Linked DNA regions of Rattus norvegicus: region 1 is linked to region 2. Evidence: chromatin contacts called from public Hi-C data. All regions are on one chromosome and are shown on one strand. Each heading gives the region's core, a stretch centred on a gene start, on an enhancer-like site or on the middle of the called end of the contact. The rest is flanking DNA. Distances are from core to core; before and after follow the strand shown. Region 1 holds the start of Timm22 (translocase of inner mitochondrial membrane 22). Region 2 holds the start of Vps53 (VPS53 subunit of GARP complex).

What was found. Hi-C and Micro-C count contacts between places; a contact is called where the count stands out from the background.
Region 1: a Hi-C map of Schwann cells shows a contact between it and region 2, with 15 times the contacts expected there. The contact joins the promoter of Timm22 here to the promoter of Vps53 in region 2. A contact is called at or near these places in 10 of 12 Hi-C or Micro-C datasets (the A7r5 cell line, the Rat2 cell line, Schwann cells and 5 more) and 1 of 1 datasets of contacts at active chromatin or transcription factors (oligodendrocytes).

The regions. Positions count from the first base shown.
Region 1 is chr10:61,749,493-61,754,073 of GRCr8, forward strand. It overlaps Timm22 (translocase of inner mitochondrial membrane 22), which reads left to right and starts at 2,194. Exons shown (of 4, transcript NM_032618.1): 1 at 2,194-2,437. The coding sequence starts at 2,206.
Region 2 is chr10:61,534,659-61,539,402 of GRCr8, forward strand. It overlaps Vps53 (VPS53 subunit of GARP complex), which reads right to left and starts at 2,254. Exons shown (of 22, transcript NM_001105813.1): 1 at 2,037-2,254. The coding sequence starts at 2,123. It overlaps LOC103693391 (a long non-coding RNA gene), which reads left to right and starts at 2,376. Exons shown (of 2, transcript XR_594815.4): 1 at 2,376-2,613; 2 at 3,996-4,744.

The DNA.
Region 1 (4,581 bases), core at 944-3,443, 210 kb after region 2:
GGCAAAACACATATAAAATAAAATAAATAGGGCTGGAGAGATGGCTCAGCGGTTAAGAGCACTGACTGCTCTTCCAGAGATCCTGAGTTCAATTCCCAGCAACCACATGGTGGCTCACGACCATCTGTAATGGGATCTGATACCCTCTTCTGGTGTGTCTGAACAGCTACAGTGTACTTATGTATAATAAATAAATAAATCTTTTTTAAAAATTGGAATCACGCTGGCTTGTTTTTTAAAAAGTCTTAAAATATTTTAATTTGGACCATCAGCATTCTGTTATGGAACGGAAGAGAATCTAAACAAGAAAAAAAAACACTTCATGTATTTGTTTGTTTTGAGATAAGGTTTGCTATGTCATCCTAGTTAGTCTGTAACTTGATAAGTAGACCAGGCTAACCTCTAACTAAGAGAGATCGATTAGCCAGCTTCTGCCTCCCAAGTGCTTGGATTAAGGGGTGTGTACCACATCCAGCGCTCTTTTCTGGCCTTCACAGACACCCACGCTTGCACACCCATGTGTGTGCACACACATACATAAAAAAAACAGGGGTTGGGGATTTGGCTCAGTGGTAGAGCGCTTGACTAGGAAGCGCAAGGTCCTGGGTTCGGTCCCCAGCCCCGGAAAAAAAAAAAAAAAAAAAACAAAACAAAACAAAAAACAACTCTCCGGCAATGTTGGCATATAGGAAATGTGATCCAGGAATATTGGACCACTCACCAGAAACAGGCTAGAATCTGAGGATCTGTCACTGAGCAGCCCAGAAAATCTTTTCTTCTCAATGAGGAAATCACAGATCCACTACTAAGGCCAGGATCAAAAAGAAGATGTAATAGGAGCAACATTTTCTAACACTTGGCCATTGACTGAGGTACAAGAATGGCATCTAGAAATAGGATGGTTGGTGATCAACGCCTTTGATCCCAGCACTCAGAGGCAAAGCAAGGCAGACCTCTGAGTTTGAGGCCAGCCCGGTCTACAGAGTGAGTTCCCCAAGAAGCCAGGGCTACACAGGGAACCCCTGCTTCAAACAAACAAACAAACAAACAAACAAACAAGGATGGCATCTAGAAAGAAATGAGTTTCAAAAAGTTCAAACTTAGCTCTCTAACACTAAAAACCACAAAGCATTAACGATTCCAAGTTGCCTGGTGTAGTGGCACACGCCTTCGATCCCAACACTCTGGAGGCAGGCAGATCTCTCCAAGTGCACCACCACACCCGGCAACTACCAGCCATGGGGTTTGACATCTTCCATTGTTACCATAGTCGTATGCCATTAGTACCCTATGCAATACTCTGTACTTGGTCTCTCTCTCTCTCTCTCTCTCTCTCCTCTCCTCTCCTCTCCTCTTCTCTTCTCTTCTCTTCTCTCTCTCTCTCTCTCTCTCTCTCTCTCTCTCTCTCTCTCTCTCTCTCTCTCTCTCTCTCTCTCTCTCTCTCTCTCCTTAATGGTTTCTCTGTGGAGCCCCAGCTGCCCTGGAACTCACTCTGTAGACTAGTAGGCTGGCTTCAAACTCAAGAGATCTGCCTGTCTGGGCTTTAAGGCGTGCTAGACCACCACTCACATTTGTTGGCCTTCTTTATTCTTCCTTAAAGGCTTAATAAATATGTAATAAAATGCTTTTTGAACACATTTATGTCATGTTTCAACACTTTCATACAAAGGGCGTACATTCGATCTCAGAATGTAAACCAGTCTGTGGTTCTAGTGACTGTAGTAGCTGGAGCTCTGCTTTATGGCCTGGCAACAAAGCGGACACGTGCGTCCCCTGCTGCAAGTTCGACGAACTGCAGCCTAACAGGATCCGACTTCTCTTCGGCCGCTTCTCAGACGAGCTTTCAAAGGAAGTAGCAAAGCCAGCGAGTGCGCACGGCTTTCTGGGAAATACAGTTGGACATTCGAATTAGAACTACAAATCCCGGCACGCACCGCAATGGAGCCCCTAGTTGAGGGGTGTTCTTGAGCTACTAAACCTTGTCAGAGTTTTTAGCAATGCCTTACAAACTTGGTTCACTGTTTAAAGAGGCGTTGAGGAAACGTGATAGCTTCCTCGACGCTGATGCAAAGGCTGACTCTTGCTTCTACAGCTTCCTCAGTGTGGCGAATCTGCCGTTGTCGTTAGGCTGGCCGGACTCCTCGGTTAGCATGTGGAATCGGCTGTGGGAAATACGACGTGAAAGGTACTAGAGCCCGTACAGTCATGGCGGCCGCCAAGGCTGGGGCTTCAGCTCCTGAGGCGGCGGGTTCCGCCGAAGCTCCGTTGCAGTACAGCCTTCTTCTTCAGCACCTGGTGGGCGACAAGCGTCAGCCACGGCTTCTGGAGCCTGGCAGTCTGGGCGGGATCCCGAGTCCTGCCAAGAGCGAGGAGCAGAAGATGATCGAGAGGGCGATGGAAAGTTGCGCCTTCAAGGCTGTGCTGGCCTGTGTGGGAGGTGAGGCGAGGCTTGTGGGACCCTTGGGAGGCTGAGGGCTTGGAGAACTTTAAGGTTCCTTGCTAAGACCACGCGCCTGGGAGGCGAGGAACCTGTGCATCTCGACCTTGATCGCTCCCGGGCTGGCTGACTCCTTGAACCCGGAGATGCCGCTCTTGACCCTGAGATTAACATTCACAGTCAGGGTCTGCAGGTTCCTAAATTGTTGCTTTCTTTTCTTCGTTTTATTCGTTCGTTCGTTCGTTCGTTCGTTCGTTCGTTCATTCATTAAGTTGTTACTATGTAACGGTCAGGTGCCCGGCAGAAGGAATATGGATGAAAGCGACAGGAGCCCTGAAGGAGAATATTAGGACGCAAAGAGAAGAATGCTGTAGAGTTGCAAATGCAAAGGTCCTCAAGGCAGGAGTTTGGAGTTTGGAAATTATTACTGGGTGATGGTGGCCCAAGCCTTTAACCCCAGCACTGGGAGTGGTGGTGGTGGGCAGAGACAGACAGACAGGGAGGACTACATAGAGACACCCTGTCTCAGAATTAAAAAAAAACAAAAACAAAAACAAAAACAAAAAACAGCGAAGGCCAGTGTGATTAGTCGGGGTGAGGCTGGGATGGATGTTAACAACACACACACACACACACACACACACACACACACACACACACATACACATATTAATCTTCCAGGGTTTGAGAATGTACAGCATACTTATAGTGTACAGGTAAAAAGGTTGTTTATTTGTAGATGAGTTTAAATTTCGTTAAGAATGAAGAACATTTTAAAAATACAGGAGTTCAAATCTTAAATAGTGGGGAGGAAGAGGCAGTCAGATCTCAAGAGTTCCAGGTCAGCCTAGTCTATAGAGTGAATTCCAGGAAAGTCAGGGCTACATAATAGAGAAACTGATTCTTTTTTTTTTTTTTAAGACTTATTTATTTGATGTATATGGATACACTGTAGTTGTCTTCAGACACACCAGAAGAGGGCATCAGATCTCATTATAGATGGTAGTGAGCCACCATGTGGTTGCTGGGAATTGAACTCAGGACCTCTGGAAGAACAGTCAGTGCTCTTAACCACTGAGCCATCTCTCCAGCCCTGAGAAACTAATTCAAAAACCAAAACAACCAGGCTGGAGAGATGACTCAGTGGTTAAGAGTATGGACTGCTCTTCCAAAGGTCTGAGTTCAACTCCCAGCAACCACAGGGTGTCTCACAACCATCTGTAATGGGATCTGATGCCCTCTTCTGGTGTGTCTGCTACAGTGTACTCATATACATAAAATAAATAAATAAATAAATATTTAAAAAATCAAAACAAACAAATAAGTAGAAAGAAGAGATAGAGTTTTGGAGCTGAAGTGATTAGAAAGCAAGACCAGGAGAGGAGGGGTCTAGCTTCATTGAGCTTACATTGATCTTGAGGTGATCATCTTGAAAAGACATCATACAGAAATGGCTGGGGAGAAAGCCCAGTTGGTAAAGTGCTTATCATGCAAACATGAAGGTCTGAGTTCAGAACCCAGCATCTATGTAAAAAAGCCAGGTATGGCTGGGTGAGGCTATGGGGCCTTTAAGCCCAGCACTGGAGAGGAAGAGGCAGGATAGCCAGGGCTGTTACACAGAGAGACCCTGTCTTAGAAAACAAACAAACAAACAACAACAACAAAAAGAAATTGGTGGGTAATTCCTGAGGAATGGCACCCACTCTGGCCTACACTCACAGACAAAAGAAGGCTCAGACAAGGCATTTGTTGACAGAAACATAGGATTCCATGTTTAATATTCATGTGACTCTGAAGACAGTTACTTAACCTCTCCAGGGTTTGGTTTAGAGAGGCAGGGTGGATGGTGGTTTCAGAACCTTTAATCCAAGCTCTTGGGAAGCAAAGGCAAATGAACCTCTGGAGTTGGAGCTTGCCTGTTCTACAGTGTCAGGTTCGAGGCCAGCGGGATTATGTAGTGAGGCCCTCAAACAGAAAAGCCAGGAAGGGGAGATAGTAACATCTACCTCACAAGTTACTATGAAAAATAAGGAATATTCCAGAGTAGCGGGGACATGATGCTTCCTTACTGAGTGACTGTATGAGTGTTGTTACAGGTCATATACAACGTTGGTAGCTGAAGAACAGGGTTAAAGCTGAAAGGC
Region 2 (4,744 bases), core at 1,004-3,503:
ATGTAGAGGGCAAGTGGAGGCAAAGCCAGTGAGAGGTGGAGCTTAGTAATGTCTTTGAAAAGTTTAGCATTTCACTTCTGTGCTGTACACCTATGGTGAGAATACACCACACGTACGTGTGATTACAGAATTAATTAAAAGCCCTTGGCAGAGGGAGTGCTGGGAACAGGGCCTGTCATTGTGAGCAGTATGAGGAAATGGGCTATCCACTTCCTAACTGCTCCCAGTTTCTTCATTCTTCTCTTCCTGTTCCTGGGTTTAATCCCAGGCATTAACAGATTTCACACAACACAGCCCTTGACTTAAGCTACTTCATCCGGTGACACCTATAGAGAGAATGTCAGGCTTCAGTGTTAGCAGAAAAATTCTAGATTTACCAAAAGATGTTAAGACACTGTACTTCATGGGTGGTTTAAGGAATTTCAAGGAGACACATGTACAGGTCATATACACATAAATACAGTAAAAATCTTAAAATGTTGAGAATTTTTGCAATTTGGGTGACACTGAAGAATATCCCTAAGAGTCCTCTCTTCTCAACAAGAAGGTTTTGGTGACTAAAGTCCCTTGTCAAGTATATTAAAATGTATGGTCATGATACTAGAAGTAACTGTGTAGGCCTCTGCATAGGGTTTTGTTCTTGATAAAGGGAGAAAGATCTTCCTTAAGGGAACTGACATGGGTTCACACTGTAAGAAAAAGCACATCAGGAGATATTGATATGGCTCAGTGGTAAGACACTTACTTACCTCATGTGCCAAGGATCTAGTTCAATCCTCCAATACTAATGGAAAGGAAGAGTGTACCTCACTTAGTGACTATTGCCCAAGTAAAATATTAATTCTACTAATAATAATTAGCGGGGTTGGGGATTTAGCTCAGTGGTAGAGCGCTTGCCTAGCAAGCGCAAGGCCCTGGGTTCGGTCCCCAGCTCCGAAAAAAAGAAAAAAATAATAATAATTAGCATATATGGACCATTAATACTTTTTTATTTGTTTCTCTGTGTATCCCTTGCTATCCTGGAACTCACTTTGTAGACCAGGGGGTAGGGAGATGTGTGTGTGTGTGTGTGTGTGTGTGTGTGTGTGTGTGTTATGGTCAAGAGTAGTTTTCTCCCTCTATTTGAGGGTCTTGGGAAAGAGACTCAGGTCAGCAGCCTTGGTGGCACAGTGCCTTTACCCACTGACCATCTCACTAGCCCTCAACCTTTTAATTATGGTAAAGAACTGTCTTAGTTTGCTTTACATTTCTGTGATAACACAGCATGACCAAAAACTTGGGAAGTAAATAATTTCTTTGGATTACAGGTTACAGTATATTATCAGGTGAAACCAGGACAGGAAATAGAGCAGAAACCACCAAGGAATGTTACTTACTGGCTTACTTTCCATGGCTTGCTCAGCTTGCTTTTCTATACAACTCAGAACCTGCTGCCCAGGGGTGGTACCTCCCATAGTAGGCTGGGCCATTCTACAGCATCAACCAAGAAAATGCCCCCACAGACTTGCCTGTGAGCCAATCCGATGGAGGCAATTCTCGACTGAAGCTTTCTCTTCCCAGATGACTCCAGCTTGTGTCAAGTACACACACCCATACACCAGCACAAGAGCCATTTTCCAGTATGCCTCCCCACACCCCTATTCGGTCATTTGTTTCCGCAATGAAAGTATCCCGCTGCCAATTCCAAAGCACTCCAAGAGCTTAACCTGAGAAATGGGAGAAGCAGTACTAGCTAGAAAATGAATGAGGTCTTAAAAATCTCCCATAATCCGAATTCTCCAGTCACAGGGCTCCTAGGTTCATCCTGTCAAAGAGTACATCTAGGCCCAAACCTAGCAGGGCGTGACAACCTCTAAAGAGCCTGGAGAAGACGTGTTTTGTCCCCGGGCTGAGAAACCCATTCCCACCTTCACTACCATCCAGACTTCCGCTCTAAATTCGAGCCACCACCTTTCCAGCCTAGAAGGGTGGATTCGACCCCGGCCCAGAGCCGCCCATTCCACCGTAGCACCCTCCTGAGGGGGTGGAGCGCTCACCTGCTCGATGGCTAGTTGCACCTCTGGCGTGAGCTGCAGCACAGCCTCCAGCTCCTCCACAAACTCCAGTTCCTCCTCCTCCATCATCCCGCCGCTCAGCCCCCGACGCCCTCTCCAACCCTGTCGTGATCTGTCTATCACCAGGACCCCAGAATTGCAATCCTCCAGGTACAGGGCTCGAGAAAGCCGCTACTCGCTCGTCTAGCCCGGCACTTCCGGAGAGTCGGGCACTTCCGGGAACCGGGGGACTCTGGGATAGCGGAGGACTGACTTCAGCCATGGCAGTCAAATCCCTGGAAAATCTCCAGATAACCCTTAACCACAGGTTCCCTGGCCGCACGCGGCGGGTTCTTAAGATTGGGAACCCTCCCCACCTCGCCCAGGGCGCGTCTCCCACCGGCGCCGTAGTGTCGCTGGAGAGCGGGGGCGCCCCAGAGAGCGGTTGGCCCCGTCAGTGTCTCAATGGATGGGCAGTAAGCCCCTCTGGCAACGAAGCCAACATACAACCCACTCGCTGGATCCCCTTGGTCTGGAACAGTCTGTGACCCCCTACCATAGCGGGTGAAATGACTCGCTGGTAAGTGGCGGTGTTGCCAAGGGCATATGAAGTTTGGGGGAGTGTCTTAGATAAGGATCCCCTGCGCAAAATTGTCTGAAGCCTCCTCACTAGGGTGGGGAGTAGGGGGGAAAATGACTCAACGCAGGAAAGTGTTTGATTTTTGAGACTGGACGTCCAAGCTGTACATCCTTGTTTACACCCTTGATAACCTTACGACCTTGAACAAAGTACTCCCATCTGCCCTGCGTACACTACGTTAGATGGGGTGAGCATTAAATATGGAAGTATTATGCAAACTTAGGCAGGTAGTACAGGAAATGTTAGGGTGTTTAGCCTCCTACATCACAAAAAGAGGAGCCAGATCGCCCTGTGGAACGGCTTTTCCAGCAGGTACTGGAACAATGAGGGAATTGCAGCCAAGGGAAGGGTTGCCTTACCAGTTTGACATTGTGAAACCCTCGACCAAGGAGTATCTGGCCCTGCTGAACTTTTTTTTTTTTTCTGACATATAGTTTTATCGAAATTTCTGCAGGAATAATATAATTTGCTCTTTTCATTAAAAAAAATTGCAGTATTAGGAATGGAATTTTGTTTTGGTTTGCCAAAAAAATGTGTAAGTAGTATAATTTTTAGCAACCAAAGAAACTGCTTAAAAAATATAATTGCAGAAGTGCAGAGGAGACATCAAGATGGCTCAGCCAGTAGAGCATTTGCTTGAAAAGCCTGATGCTTGAATTCATCCTTGGAACCCACTTGTTGGAAAGAGAGTCCTAACTTCCACAAGTTGCCCTCTGACCTCCACACATTCGGCACACACACTCACACACACACACACACACACACACACACATTGACTCATAACATTGTTTTGAAAATTATTTAATAACATGGGAATGTATACACAGTGTATTTCAGAAAGCAGAATATTTATTTTTTGAGAGCAAATTTGGCTGGGTGTGATGGTATAAGTCTATATTTAATCCCAACCCTTGGAAGATGGAGGGTAGGTGGATATGGAATTTACTTTCTCAACCAAAAGCAAATGACAAGGAAATATTTTTTCTTTATTTTCCCACATGTCTATAATGAACATACGGTAGTTTTATTATCAGAAACTATAGGTGCCGTCTGACTGTGGTAGCACATGCCTATAAATACCAGGACTCTGGGAACTGAAGCAGAAAGGTGGAGAGTTTGAGGCCAGCTGGACTATGTAATGAGATTCTTAAAAATCAAAAACAGGGTTGGGGATTTAGCTCAGTGGTAGAGCGCTTGCCTAGCAAGCGCAAGGCCCTGGGTTCGGTCCCCAGCTCTGGAAAAAAAAAAAGAAAGAAAGAAAAAATCAAAAACAAAGGCTGGCAAGATGACTGAGCCATTAATACTGCTTGTTGCTCTTCCAGAGGATCCAGAACCTAAGTTTAGTTACCAGCACTTTCACTGAGCAGCCGGCAACCATGGAACTCCAGCTCCACGGCGTCCAACATCCCCTCAGCCTCCAGGAACACCCACGCACATGATGCACATATACATAATTTAAAAATAAAGGGGATGGAGAGATGGCTTAGCGGTTAAGAGCACTGGCTGCTCTCCCAGAGGACCTGGATTCAATTCCCAGCACCCACATGGTAGCTTACATCGGTCTGTAACTCCAGTTCCAAGGGATCCAGCACCCTTTTATGGCTTCCTTGGACATCAGGCATGCACATGGTGTATACATTTATATACAGGCGAAACACCTATACACATAGAATTAAGAAAATAAAAATAAGACAGAAAGACGAAAGGGGGGTAGAGTGAGAAGAGAGAGAGGGGAAGGAAAGCGCATGTACCATTCCTAAAGACACATGCAGTTTTACCTAGTGTCTTATTTTTCTCTTTTAAATTAGATATAATTTGCATACCATGAAATTAGCTCTTTTCAGTTTCCAGTGCTGTGAGCTTTATTAAATGCATGTTGTCATCTCAGCACACCACAGTCCAATTGAGATATTTCCATCATCCCCTACTTTTCTTCACACCCACTCTATTGTCTGGAAATCTCTGGTCTGACTTTTCCGGAATGTCATATAAGTTCTACATGAATGGAGACCTATAGCATGTCACCTTTCGACTCTGTCTTCTCTCACTTAGCGTAATGGATCTGTGATCC